Linked DNA regions of Mus musculus: region 2 is linked to region 1. A link is a contact called in public Hi-C data. All regions are on one chromosome and are shown on one strand. The core of a region is the stretch at or near the end of the contact, and the rest is flanking DNA. Distances in the headings are between cores, read along the strand shown.

Evidence for each region. Hi-C and Micro-C count contacts between places; a contact is called where the count stands out from the background.
Region 2: a Hi-C map of uterus shows a contact between it and region 1, with 5 times the contacts expected there. The contact joins two enhancer-like sites. A contact is called at or near these places in 2 of 39 promoter capture datasets (hippocampal neurons and liver), 2 of 15 datasets of contacts at CTCF or cohesin (CD8 T cells and the NIH/3T3 cell line), 107 of 484 Hi-C or Micro-C datasets (the AML12 cell line, B cells, the C3H10T1/2 cell line and 61 more), 17 of 115 datasets of contacts at active chromatin or transcription factors (PVALB interneurons, bone marrow-derived dendritic cells, embryonic basal ganglia and 12 more) and 1 of 9 other capture datasets (embryonic tail).

The regions. Positions count from the first base shown.
Region 1 is chr7:68,370,912-68,377,303 of GRCm38.p6, forward strand. No RefSeq gene overlaps it. Among named protein-coding and RNA genes, the nearest start is that of Gm16158, 21 kb to the left of the region's middle. Within about 2 kb of position 3,545, at least 30 of the 459 cell types and tissues checked have an H3K27ac peak or open chromatin away from gene starts, as enhancers often do. A contact at or near this core is called in uterus, where this site is marked.
Region 2 is chr7:68,465,158-68,471,549 of GRCm38.p6, forward strand. No RefSeq gene overlaps it. Among named protein-coding and RNA genes, the nearest start is that of Gm34549, 20 kb to the right of the region's middle. Within about 2 kb of position 2,449, at least 9 of the 459 cell types and tissues checked have an H3K27ac peak or open chromatin away from gene starts, as enhancers often do. A contact at or near this core is called in uterus, where this site is marked.

The DNA.
Region 1 (6,392 bases), core at 2,295-4,794:
AAGATCCTCCCACCCACTGTGCATCTCTTGCCTCTGGGACTCTCGCTCTGAGCTCAGGCTGCTTCTGCCTGGTTGAAGTTCAGTTCTTGTGGGCGTTCTTTCTGCAGGAGTTTCCCTTCATGGACCAGTTGTTAAGCCGAGGACTGGCACAGACTCTTGGACATGGTAGGCATGTTCCCTGCCTCCTTGAGCTTCTGGCTAATGCGGCAGCATCCTCTACAAGAAGCAGTAAGGGGTCTGGCATCCTAGTTTCACCCTAGTGTTGACAGTCAGCATCCTAACATCCATAAGGTCTCAAAGTGTGCTAATGCCAGCGGATCAGCAGAGTAAGCAGTTCGCTACAGATGAGAACAGAAGATGGAGGGAGAATGGTCCTTTGTTGCTCCTCCTCTGGCTGCCCTCAGTCCATTCTAATACTAGAGGCTGGATTGGAAGCAAAGAGTCCAACTGGGGTATTATTCAGCCTGGATTAGGAGATCCATGAAGCTAGGTTAGGGCTTGAAGCAAAGGATCAGTTGAAGCTTGGGTAGATAGGAGAGGCTCCAGGAACACTTAGATTCTGTCAATCTGGTGGCCTTGGTATGCATCCTTTAAGGACATGCCCAGGGGGAGGATGGGCTGGGCCCAACCTGGTGAGTTTCCCAGCCAGAGTTCTTAGTGATGGCTAAGTAGGGCAAGTAGGGGCAGAGCTGGGTATCTCGGGCTGCTCTGGGACTGTGAGTGGGAATGGAGAGCCTCAGGGTGTCCTCTAAAATTCCTCAACAACGGAGTGTGGTGATCTTCCTCTACATGTTCTTGAAGCCCTCTTCGGTTTCAGGAGATGGTTGGCTCCTGTCTTCCCATGTAGACTGGTCACACACACACATCTGAACACTGGCTAAATAGCATGATGATAGGCAAAAAGGCAGGTAGGTGGGGGCTGTGCTCAGTCTAGGGTTGCCTGGTTGCTTGGGACCCCTGTGCTATTTGTCTTCCATGTCCATCATTAACCCAGCAATGATCAGAAGAGAGGAGAGTCAGGATTCAGAGGTGTCTAATTGGCTCAGGCCAAGAGATGCTGGAAGTCGCAGAGGATACCACAAGTCCGGCATAAGATCACATCTCAGCAAGTTTGGGCTAAGGATGCAGTGGCCTCTTGATGGGGGAACACAGACCAGACTGTAAAGAGCAACGGTGAGATCATGTTTGAGGATCACAATCCATAAGGAGCAGATAGCATAGTATGCCATCTAGGCACCAGGATGACTGGTTAGCTCTGACTTGCCCAGCTTTGCGATCCTAGCCTAGATGCTGGGTGCTTCTGAGTAGCGTGTGATGATCAGTGTGTTAAACTCAGTAGTTTAACCGGGACCTTACTTTGAGACAAACCTTTATTTGGGACCAGTGATAGTACGTTTTGATTGGCAGTTTCCTTGGGAGGCTGTTTCACATAATGAGGTTGTTGGCTTTGTAAGAGTCGGGTAAGCCGACTTAAGAAAAAGCAGAGAGGAACACAGCAAGAGAATGTAGCACACTGTAAAGAAGTATGCACTCATTTACCCTCCCTTAAACCCAAGAACACTTTCTGTGGATTAGGCTTCCTCCTCGGATGCTGAAGTCTCCTTAAAATGTCAGGGATCTATTTCCCTCCGAGCAAAGCCTGACCTTTGACATAAGGGATCTTGGGAGGTCAGGTAGCTTTTTGAGGCTTGCCAGCCAAAACGCATGGACAGCTAGCTGCCTGCACCATGCAGCGTGCAGCGCAGAGGACAACGAGCATCACCAGCTTCCCGCATCTGTGTCTTCTTCCAGAAGTTGCCCTGGATGGTTGCCTGTCCTGTCCCCTGCATCTCACCTCATGCGGTTTAGTGTGTGTGTGTGTGTGTGTGTGTGGTGGTGGTGGTGTGAGACATAGATCTAAACATGGCACTCCCAGCACAAAAAGTGGCTCAGGGTATCCGGTTGGCTTGAGACAGGTGGGCAAGCCTGTGAGGGATTTTTTCTTAATTGTATTATTTGAGGTGGGGAGACCCATCCTAAATCTGTATCATTTGAGGCTAGAAGAACCATCTAAATCGGGGCCACACCTTCTGATGGCAGCCAATCTACAAGAACATGACAGAGGGAAGCTTTTGATGTTTTGCCTGCTTGTCCTACTCTGCCTGGTAAGTCCATCTACCCTGCTGCTGAGACACTCCTGGAGACTTTTGCCTTCTGGAACCTTTCCCTACATAAAAGTTAAAAATTACATTTTGCTACTTTGCTGTTATGAAGTTAAATAGTATCTGGGGCAGACTGCAGTTTTTCCTTCACATTTTAAATCCGATCAGGACACTCTCATGAGCCTTAGGTGCTGTGCTTATTAATAAGGCCCTTAATGCATAATCCCACTCAGAGAATTATTTTTCCCCCAGTTTGGCTGTGTGTATCAGAGGGCAGGCTCTCAGAGTATTGACCGCTCCTGACTGCATGAACACACCGGAGCCATCTTTTGGCCCAAGTGCCAGACAGAACTTGGTGCTGAGGACTGTAGTATAAGGAAGGACAGATGGAATGGTGTTGGTTGAACCAGGGCAGAAGCTGTGCTGTGGAGATAGATCTTAGCACAGACCGCCTCTGGTACAAGTGCTGTAAAGATGTCCACCTTGCCAAGGTTCTGGGAATGCAGGTGGTGGCCCTTAAAGGCTTCGCCGGCTACTTGGGTGCTGTGTTTGGATCCTATTGCCTTTGTGACCAAGGTCTGGGCCTGCCATTACCCCATGGTGGTCCTGCCTGCTGTGTGGGATTAGGAAAGACAGGTCCAGTGCTTAGCACTGTTGCCATCCCTTTCTTCTGTCCCTGAGCTTTTCCTAAAGAGTCACAGGCTGAGAACCACAGAACTTTGCCAGTCCAGCCAGAGCAAGATCAGCGCAGACCTTTGCGGAAGAGCTTTGCAACTGTGCTGACAGAAGTAGCAGTAGCCTAGGTAGGGAAGTGGATTCCTAGGCCCTACCCTAGACAGACGGCAGCCCAGAGTTCTGGCTGAGCTCCTGTGTACTCTCTGAGTTTTTACCCAAGGATGCAATCTTCTGGAAGGCCTCCAGCATCAGGCCCATGACCCGCCTGAAAATTGAGGGAACCTGGCTACAGCGGCCCCTTTAGGACCCTTAGCAATAACAAGACAAGTAGGTTTTTGTGATTAGTTTTGTTTTTGCCTTCCATACGGAGGTGGAAGCAGAAGCTGGTAGGTTTAAAACTGTAAAATGTAATTTACTATGCGAGTTGATCTTGACGGTCCAGGAGATGCATGGAGCAAGAATTGCCACTAGATGGCGCTGCTGCACTTCCCTGCGGACTCTGCACATCGATTCTAATAAGGTTTTCCTGGATCCCACCGGAGTCCTAGTTAAAAAAAAAAAAAAAACCAAAACGACGCGCCACTGTGAGTTGAGGCCTATTTCACTAAGATACCCAGGAAATGATATAAAGTCACGAGGCTTTGGCTGGGGGCAACTGTGGGATTGTAGCAGGAAAGCCATGTAGAATGTTACAGATCTCCCTGTCCACAGTACTAGCTTCAGCCGGGTGGAGGAGCAGTTAGAGAAGCGGAGATAGGCTATTTTCTTTTACAGGGAGCTTTCTGATCTGATCGAATGCCTCCTCTTTTTGTGCCAGCTTTGATGAAGTTGATATTGGCCAGGGACCCCCTAGAAGGCCTCTAGAGAAAAAAAGTCCTATTTGGGCTTGGGCATGGGAGTGTGTGGGGGAAGTGGGGTGATAGGGTCAGGCTGGAACTGGGCTTAGATTAGTTTGTGCCAGAGCACAGTGTGGATGCAGAGACTGAGCGTGGGGCTGTAGGGGGCTGCTGGGTGACTCAGTGACAAACCCATGATAGTAATAAGCATAAAGACACCCACCCAAACTACCTCATGGAATCCAGCCTCTCTGCAGCTAGGAGGACGAGAACACAGTGTCCGGTTCACAGATGGGAAACACTGGACGCTCAGGCCTGAACCACAGGGAGGGAGGGAGGGCAGGGCTCAGGCTTCTTCTTTTTTTTTTTTCTCAGACCTCCCTCCCTCCCTCCCTCCCTCCCTCCCTCCCTCCCTCCCTCCCTCCCTCCCTCCCTCCTTTTCCTTTCCTTTCTTTCTTTCTTTCTTTCTTTCTTTCTTTCTTTCTTTCTTTCTTTCTTTCTTTCTTTCCTCTTTCTTTCTTTCTTTCTTTCTTTCTTTCTTTCTTTCTTTCTTTCTTTCTTTCTTTCTTTCTTCCTTCCTTCCTTCCTTCCTTCCTTCCTTCTCTCTCTCTCTCTCTCTCTCTCTCTCTTTCTTTCTTTCTTTCTTTCTTCCTTTCTTCTTTTCTTTCCTATTTTCTTTATTTACATTTCAAATGTTATTCCCTTTCCTAGTTTCCCCTCCGAAAATCCCCTATCCCCCTCCTGCCTCCCCCTGCTCCACAACCCACCCACTCCTGCTTCCTGGCCCTGGCATTCCCCTATACTGGGGCATAGAACCTTCACAGGACCAAGGGCCTCTCCTCCCATTGATGACCGACTAGGCCATCCTTTGCAACAAGAGCTTGCTGACAGGAGCCTGATAAAGCTGTCTCCTGAGAGAGAGGCTCTGCTAGTGCCTGAGAAAATACAGAAGTGGATGCTCACAGCCATCCATTGGATGGAGCACAGGGTCCCCAATGAAGGAGCTAGAGAAAGGACCCAAGGAGCTGAAGGGGTTTGCAGTCCCATAGAAGGGGTAGGGTTTCAAACAGGCCTGATTCTATGTCTTCTCCCTTAAAGCCACTGCCCTCAAGGATCAAGTAGTAGAGGCTGCAGGAAGCCCTGGTGTCCCTGTGGAGGAGGCTTCTCCTGCTGGAGGGCTTGTCGGGATTCATCTCCACTCATTGCCATCTGGGCCACAAAGGAGCCACAAGGCCCCAGGACATGCTGTGCATCTGGAAGCTCCATCTAGGGCCCCATGGGCTCTGCGGGCCCTGTGGGTTCCTGGGAGGCCCGGGGGTGGGGGTGGGGGTGGGGGAAGGATACCAGCTCACAGAAGCAAACACTGAGATTAAAAGAAGGGGTTCAGCCCCTCTACCATGCTCCCACCATCCCCAGCTCCCTGAGAGACCTGGCTGGCCGCCATGTCTTTAGGATAGGCTGATCCTCTGAGGAGAACTTCCCATATTACCAGGAGCCGCAGGGAGGTGGGGAGGGGGCAAAAGAAGACCCCTGTATCAGGCAGTGGCTAATCAGAGGAGAGATGAGGAGGGAGGAGGGAGGGCGGTGAGACACGGGTGCCAGCCACACAGTAGTCTCTTCTCTGTGAGTTTCACCAGTTTGGGCTTTCACTCTTGACATCCACTTGGCTCTTGCTATGCCCTGTCCCGCCCTGACTCAACACTTCCACACTACCACCAACACGATTGTCAGGACCATCCTTGTACTCGGCTCCCCCACTTCCCACCCTGGCTTTACCACATCCCCCAAGTGCAGGACTTGTCTATGTCTCTGGGTCTGCTCCTCATCAGCTCCCACTGTCCTCTCTTGTAGCAGGAACAGAGGGGCCACCTCTATGTAAAATCCGGGGGGCGGGGCGCACAGCCGCAAAAGCATCTCCTGCAGGAGGACCTAATGGAGGACTGCCTGAGAGACCAAGGATTGCGGATGCAGACAATGCCAGCCAATCAGGAACTGCTGTTTAGAAGAGATGCTTTCTTGGGACCAATGGGGACCAATGGGGCACGGGTGGAGGGTATTAAAGGAGCTGGAAGCAGTTTGCTGCTGCACTGTTTCTCACCTGCTTCTGAAGTCTGTATCATGACCTCACCTCCAACCCCCAAGGGCAGGTAGGGTCAGGGCAGTAGACCAGGGCACAGGCAGCACTTCCTTACAGTCCCTTACTGTCCTTTCTTTTCCTTCACAGCTTTGAAGCCTGAGTCCTCATTGTTTTTTCAACATGATATTTTTATTGACTAGTTGGGAATTCCAACACAGTTCACCCCCATCCCACCCCATCCCACTCCTCCCAGGCCCCCTCCCCCCAAAAAGAAGAAAAAAAAACCCACGTCTAATTTGTGTTGCCCATGTTCTCACTGGAGCATGGTCATATTCCCAGTGGTCAGCCCTTAAAGAAAACTGAATGCCCCTGTCTCCCTATAAAATCCCACGGAGCCCGATTTGCAGCACATTTGCTCTTGGGTGTGTGGGATTCACCTGCTGGTCTGTTGAGAAGCTGGATCGAGGCTGATGCCTTGGTCTGCTTTCTTCATCTCTTCTGGTTTACAAGCTCCAGACTGTGCTGGAGCTTCTAGGCCCTAGTGTGGGGTGGAGACATTTGGAATGAGTGATGAACTTCCCCTGGGTTCTAAGCTGGTACCCATATCCTACTTGATCTCAACTTGATGCAAGTTTACCCTCCAGTGGAAAGTTCTCTGCCTCT
Region 2 (6,392 bases), core at 1,199-3,698, 93 kb after region 1:
ACACACACGCACGCACGCACGCACGCACGCACGCACACACGCACGCACGCACGCACGCACAGGAACGGCCAGATGTGGAGGTGCATTCCTGTAAACCCAGGACACAGCAGGAGAATCCAGAGTTCCAAAGTAGCTTTGGTCACACAATGAAAACCAGGGGGCAGGGGAGAAAGGACATGAACATTAATATCAAAGTAAACAGTGATGACATAATTTTAATACAAAAGACTTCTAGTTAGCCAGGCAGCCACAGAAATTATAGTGAAGTCTGACTGAAAAGATGAAGAGAAAAATTACAAATGTTCTAAACGGTGGGATGTGATAGCCCGAGACCTTAAATCAGCTTTTGGGAGGTGGAAGCAAGGGGATCAAGAGTTTCAGGCCAGCCTGAGCTGTGCGAGAGCCTGTCTTATAAGATAATGAAAATAGAGTTAGAGAAAGAAATGTCCTCAAGGACAAAAGAAGTACCCTGGTAGCTGGTGGTCCAGGAGGAGCTATGAGCACAGAAGGCATTAGTGATAAAACGGTGAAGCGTCTGAAGAAACCTGACACAGAGTTTTGTGGTTTACAAGACCTCTGGGAGGAGGGGTCCACACAGGTCTGCTCTGTTGTACTTGGTCTCAGGCATTTGCTCCACAAAACCCCCTGTAGACTCAGCCCAGGAGGAAGTAACTCATTTGGAGAGCAAAAAGACCAGATGCAGAAGGCCATGACTTAACTACTGGCCTTCAGCACGGCCTTATTAGGAGGTGATGGGGTCTTTTAGCACAAGTAGAGCCTTGTTGGTGATACATAGATGGGTCAGGAGAAATTGCAGGGTACAGGACTATAAGAACATCAGTGAAGGAAAAGAATTGAAAATAGATGACCATGAGGAGTTTAGTATTTAAAAGAGAAGACAAAATCAAGTTAGTATTTTTGTGAAAGTTAGAAAAAAGAAAAATATAAAATTTACATTAAGCAAACAATAACAATGGAATGGGAGAAATATTTCTAGACGTGATGTCAATTACAGGACATGGGAATGTATTAAAACCAGCTAGCCAAACCCCCAAAACTTTCATTAAATGAATAAACAATCTAGCATTACAGTATGTTCAGGAGCTACACAATAACTGATATATTTGACAAACAAAAGAAGAGGGAAAGAATTTGAAAGGGAAAAGAAAAAAGAAAAGAAAAGAAAAGAAAAGAAAAAACCCAAAAACCCCAAACCCCACAAAAACCCAAGATTAGCAGAGAACACTTGCATGAAGCAATACATGGAGTTCTTTCTTGCCATCTCAAAACGTAAAAGTGACATTTTAGTGTACCGAGTCTTAAGCTGTGTATTGGCTAGTTTTATGTCAGAGAGGAGGGAGCCTCAATTGTGAAAGTGCCTCCATAGGATCCAGATGAGACAAGCCTCTGGTGCATTTTCTTAGTGTCCGATTGTGTCGACATTATGGGTGGTGCCATCCCAGATCTGGTGGTCCTGGTTCTATAATAAAACATGTGCCATGTAATCATCAAAACAAACAGAGACACATTTAGTTGAACTGTTAGACTAATTTCCAGTGACTTTTGAGTCAAGCCCAAAGAAGAGTTGAAGAATGTGTTGTATTTAGGGCTTCCAAAACAACTTACGTTGGTAGCAGTTCATTGGATCACGGAAAATGAAACAGACACAGACACAGACACAGACACAGACACAGACACACACAGACACACAGACACAGACACAGACACAGTCACAGACACAGACACAGACACAGACACACACACACACACACAAAGAGACACACACAGGGAGAGAGAGAGAGAGAGAGAGAGAGAGAGAGAGAGAGAGAGAGAGAATAGCTGAAGATACACAGATACACACTTTGGGCCAGGAGTTCAGTTGAATGGAGATGTCGTAAGTCTCTATGAGACTATGGATCTGACCCTTAGCACTGACACAGGGTAGCAACTTACAATTCGAAACCCAAACCAAATCCCCACCAACAAACAAATAAAGCAATCCACGCCTAGCTCTAACTGTGTGATCATGCCGTGGTTAGCTGCTCTCAGAAGTGCCTGCATGAACATCTGTTGGAACAGACCCAGGGCTGGAACTGAGAAAGAAAACAGGACAGGTTCCAGAACCTTAATCTTTACTGTGCTCTTTTTTTACTGTCTGGACAGAATGCTAGGTCAAATGTGTTTATTTTGACAATCGAAAGATAAAACAGAATCCAGGTTTTATGTAGCACTTAGGGATTGGCCTTAATTTGTTTGCTTAACTAACAAAACAAAACAAACACCCCCCCCCCAACAAAAAAACCAAAACCCAACCACCACAACAAAACATTCTCTGCTGCTATTCTTATCAAGGAAGATCTTGTATTTGCATGACCACAGAACTGGCCTGTTAGGAAGGGCCCATTAATTTGACGTTTTTTTTGGACGTTGTTTTAGTGGTTTGAGGCCACAGGGGGTTGTATTTTCATGGCCTCGTTTTGGAATAGGCAGTCACTGGAGAGATGTGATGTATTCTGTTCAGAATGTCTTGGTTTCACCAGCAGCTCTTCTGTTGTTCCAACTCTGTTGACACACTCACAACAGGCACACAGGGATCCTGGAGCTGCAGCATGGCAGCCTGGGAGATACCAGGGAAAGGCAATTGTCCATTGTCCCTCTTGCTATTTCCAGGTAAAGATATGGTGTTTGGAGTGGCCAATAGCTTGTGATGCAACTCTCCTCAAAATGCCTTCTGGAATAAAGCTAGCTTAGCATTCGGAAACAATGCAGATACTTTTCTGACCTCAGTGACAACTACCAAACTCTTAACAAACACTGGGTGTCTCCCGAGACTCCCAGGGACAACCTCCTTGTAATCAGAACCCTGTGTGATACAACTTGGGTGCTGGGAGACCAGATTCTAGTTCTGTGTAGCCATTCCAGACATGACTAGAAATGTCACCTACCGCAGGAGGCTGTGGAAACAGATACCGGTTCCCTCCTGGCTCCAAAGTTCTCTTCGCATGTTTCACTTACTGACTGGTTTAAACTATAGGTTGCAGAGAAGATTTCAAATGTCTTGAAATACTTTATTTTATTCTTTTTTTCCAAACAATTCTATATTTTATTTAATTGATTAATTTAGGACTTTGAGACAGAGTCTCAGTATGTAGCCAAGGCTGACCCACAACTGTCAGAGACCTGTCTGCCTCTGCCTCCTGAGAGGCGGGATTAAAGGTGTTCTATACCATCCCTGACTTTTACTTTTTACAGATCGTGGGGTTTCATCCAGGGGCCTTTGTGGTGGGTTGGAGTGTCTACACAGCAGAGACAGGTTATACAAAAGGACAGTGGCCAGCACATATATAAAAATAACACTGATCAAAACCTGTAGCACGGTGCCTAGCAAACCATGGCCATATCTAGAACTACCCAGTCTCAGAAGCCAGCTTGCCGAGAGCCAGACTTGCTCTCTCTAGTAACAATCCAGAAAGCCAGGTGACAACTTCTGTAGCAGTCAGTCCCCAAAGTACACATTGGTTAACAAGTGACACTCTTTGTAATTTTCGTTCCTGGTTAAGGACCAGTAAGGGAAAGTTAAATATTTCCCTAAGCAACTCCTTGGAGTGCCCTGCCCTCCTTGAGCAGTGTCCCACATTTCCAGGCCCGAGGGCTCTAATTAGGGCCCACCTCACAGCTTTTCTGTGTTACACTATGAAGTCTTCCGTCCTGCGGCTCTGCTGAAACACAGGTGACAGTTTCCTCACTGTCAGCAGGCTCTGAATTAGTAGCACAATTCCTACTTTCTCAGCCTAACTTTCCAGTTTCTGTTAAAAAAAAAAAAATCTGAGCTCATCCATGGCCCAGAAAATGCAAATGGAAAAGGTGCAAAGTAAACATTCCCTAAGCTTTAACTTGATTACCAAGTCAGCAAGGTAGGAAGACATTATGTATCACCCTGGTCTGTCCTCCGGTTGTGGCTCCTGGCTATCTGGGTAGTTACATAGTACAAGTCACTCACGTGGGGTTGTCAGCTTTCCGTTACTGTAGCAAATGAGACAGCTATCAAGGAGTTATAGAGTTTTAGTCCCGGGATACTTGGTCCCAATGCTTTTGGGCCTTGGCTGAGGAAACACATTTTGGCAGGGAGTGCATGGTGGTGGAACAACCAGTACCACTCATGGCCAGGACAGGAACAAGAAGAGAAAAGGTTAGAATTTTCCACAATCTCCTTCCGGGGCACACCCCAATGACTGGAAGACTGGACACCAGCCCCAGTTTTTTTTTTTTTTTTTTTTTTTTTAATTTCCTTCGTCTGTCGATAGCTCTGATCAGGGAGACTGTCACATGCAGTGTGGCTTTGTCCTGAAACCCTGACTGAGGCAGTGAGGGATGGAGAAAGGACAGACACACAGACACAGACATACAGAAAAGCTGGGATTGTGTGGGTTGTTCTCGCTCTGCTGGAACAGCACTAACAACTGCAAGCAACCAGATGCTGCAGTGAGTTCATTACTGGACCACGCAGGGGGAGGAGTTAGCTAGTCTCCATAGGAGGTGGGGAAGCAGTCTATGTTATAGTTGGGGAGGAGGAGGCTGTCGTTGCTTGTTCTCCCAGGCACTGTCATTCTCACTAGGACCAGAGGAGAGCTTTGCTGTCCTTCTGAGCTTCCCTGAGAAGAAACCTTTGCCTGCTTCCATGGGTGTGAGGTATTTGTGTCCCTGCCACCAGAACACCTTCACCCAGGGCTTCCTCAGCTTCCCACAAGAGACTGAGCCTTTAACAAAGCCCCTTGGGGAAATAGTTTAGATTTAAACCATAGCCTCGCCCTCTTGCCAATTAGAAGCCATCTGGATTACCCGACTGGCTCAGTGCTATATCCAGCGGTCTGCAGCTCAAGAGCAGAGGAGCACAGGACCCGGATGTAAGCAACGGAGGGAGGGACAGATGAGTTCTGGCACCCTGTGGCACACTGAAAGGCACTAGACACTGTCTTGTATGCAGGGGAGGTGGAACATGTCTCCCATGACTTAAGGAGGACCTCTGCCTCCCCTGCATTCTCTCCTTTGATTGACACTTGCTTATTTCTGTATGGTAGCAATGTCATGGTTGAGAATCCCATGCTAAGTCCCATTTCTATTTTCATCACATCACTGAGGGGAGCCAATCACTTTCATCACTTAGGCCACCAGTAAGGAGCTGAAAGCACTCCAGAGAACTAAAGACCCTTCCCTTAAGGACCACCCATGCTCCTGACCTTCGACTCTTGTCCTGTGCTGTTTCTCAGGTAGCCGAATGTTACTGATAGTGACAGGAAACAAATCCTCTCACGTGATAGAAAACTCACCGTAACATTAGCGTGGGTTGCATGGCCAGCTGTGTCCAAGATGAGCATTTTCAGTTAGCTCTGTCCCTTTGAGCTAGGAAACCACAGCTGTGGGTTAAGACATCAGACTTGGAAGGAAGCAACGTTCGAGAGTAATCGAATAGGAAACTGTGTGCAATTTGTCCAGCACTGGTGGGTTATCTTTTGTACATTTGCTTTTGCTGATGTGGAGTGACCCATTATGTTAAAACAGGGCAGTGTGGAAATTAAAGTACCAGCAGCTGTTGAATGCCTACTGTTAGCAAGACAGAGTGTTATCCTCCCAATAGATGTTCAAGCTCATGTAACTTTCACAGGTTCATTGCCACCAAGTACCGGGACTTTTTATTCATCATTTATAGATTTGTTTGTAAGTGATTGTTGAGTGGAGGGGGCTAGCCAGGCTATATTTTTGTTATTCTTGTTCTCAGTAGGAGATTTTCTGACTGTGTGTATCTACATTCTCAGGGCTGTTTGTTATAGACATGCAGTACACCAAACCTCAGGCTGATGTACAGAATCGGGAATTCAGGGACGGATCTTCCCTCTTGGCTGACTTCAGCCTGAGGATGCCAGAGCCCGAGAGCACTGCGCATGTTGCCCTGGGACTGCCGTTCCTGGATGGAGAGGAGCTTTATTACATGTGAGGACCGTAGGAGGAGGAGGTTAAGTGGGCTGTCAAAGGTCACAGAGTCAGTTAATGAGTGGCTGTAACACGCAGAACCCAAGGAGCAGGATGATAAGGCTGCTGGAATCTGCGGGTCTCCTGGAGGCCTCGGGTCAAGTGCCCAGCATTTGCAACTTCTACGAAAGAAATCACTTAATAAAACACAATACTGCTCTCAGTCAAAAGCTCACCCGACAGGGTGGGAAATCTGCTACTGGCTTCCCAGAGAACTCCTCTCTCTGTGTGGCTCTTTAGCAGGGAGGTGTTTGGGTCTTAGAAGCCTGGGCTCCAGGTTGCCTTCCCTCCGAGAGGTTCCTAGACACAGCACAGGGACTGGGGATCTGGCTGCTGTGCTTGAGAGGAGGTGGGCGTCGGTGGTG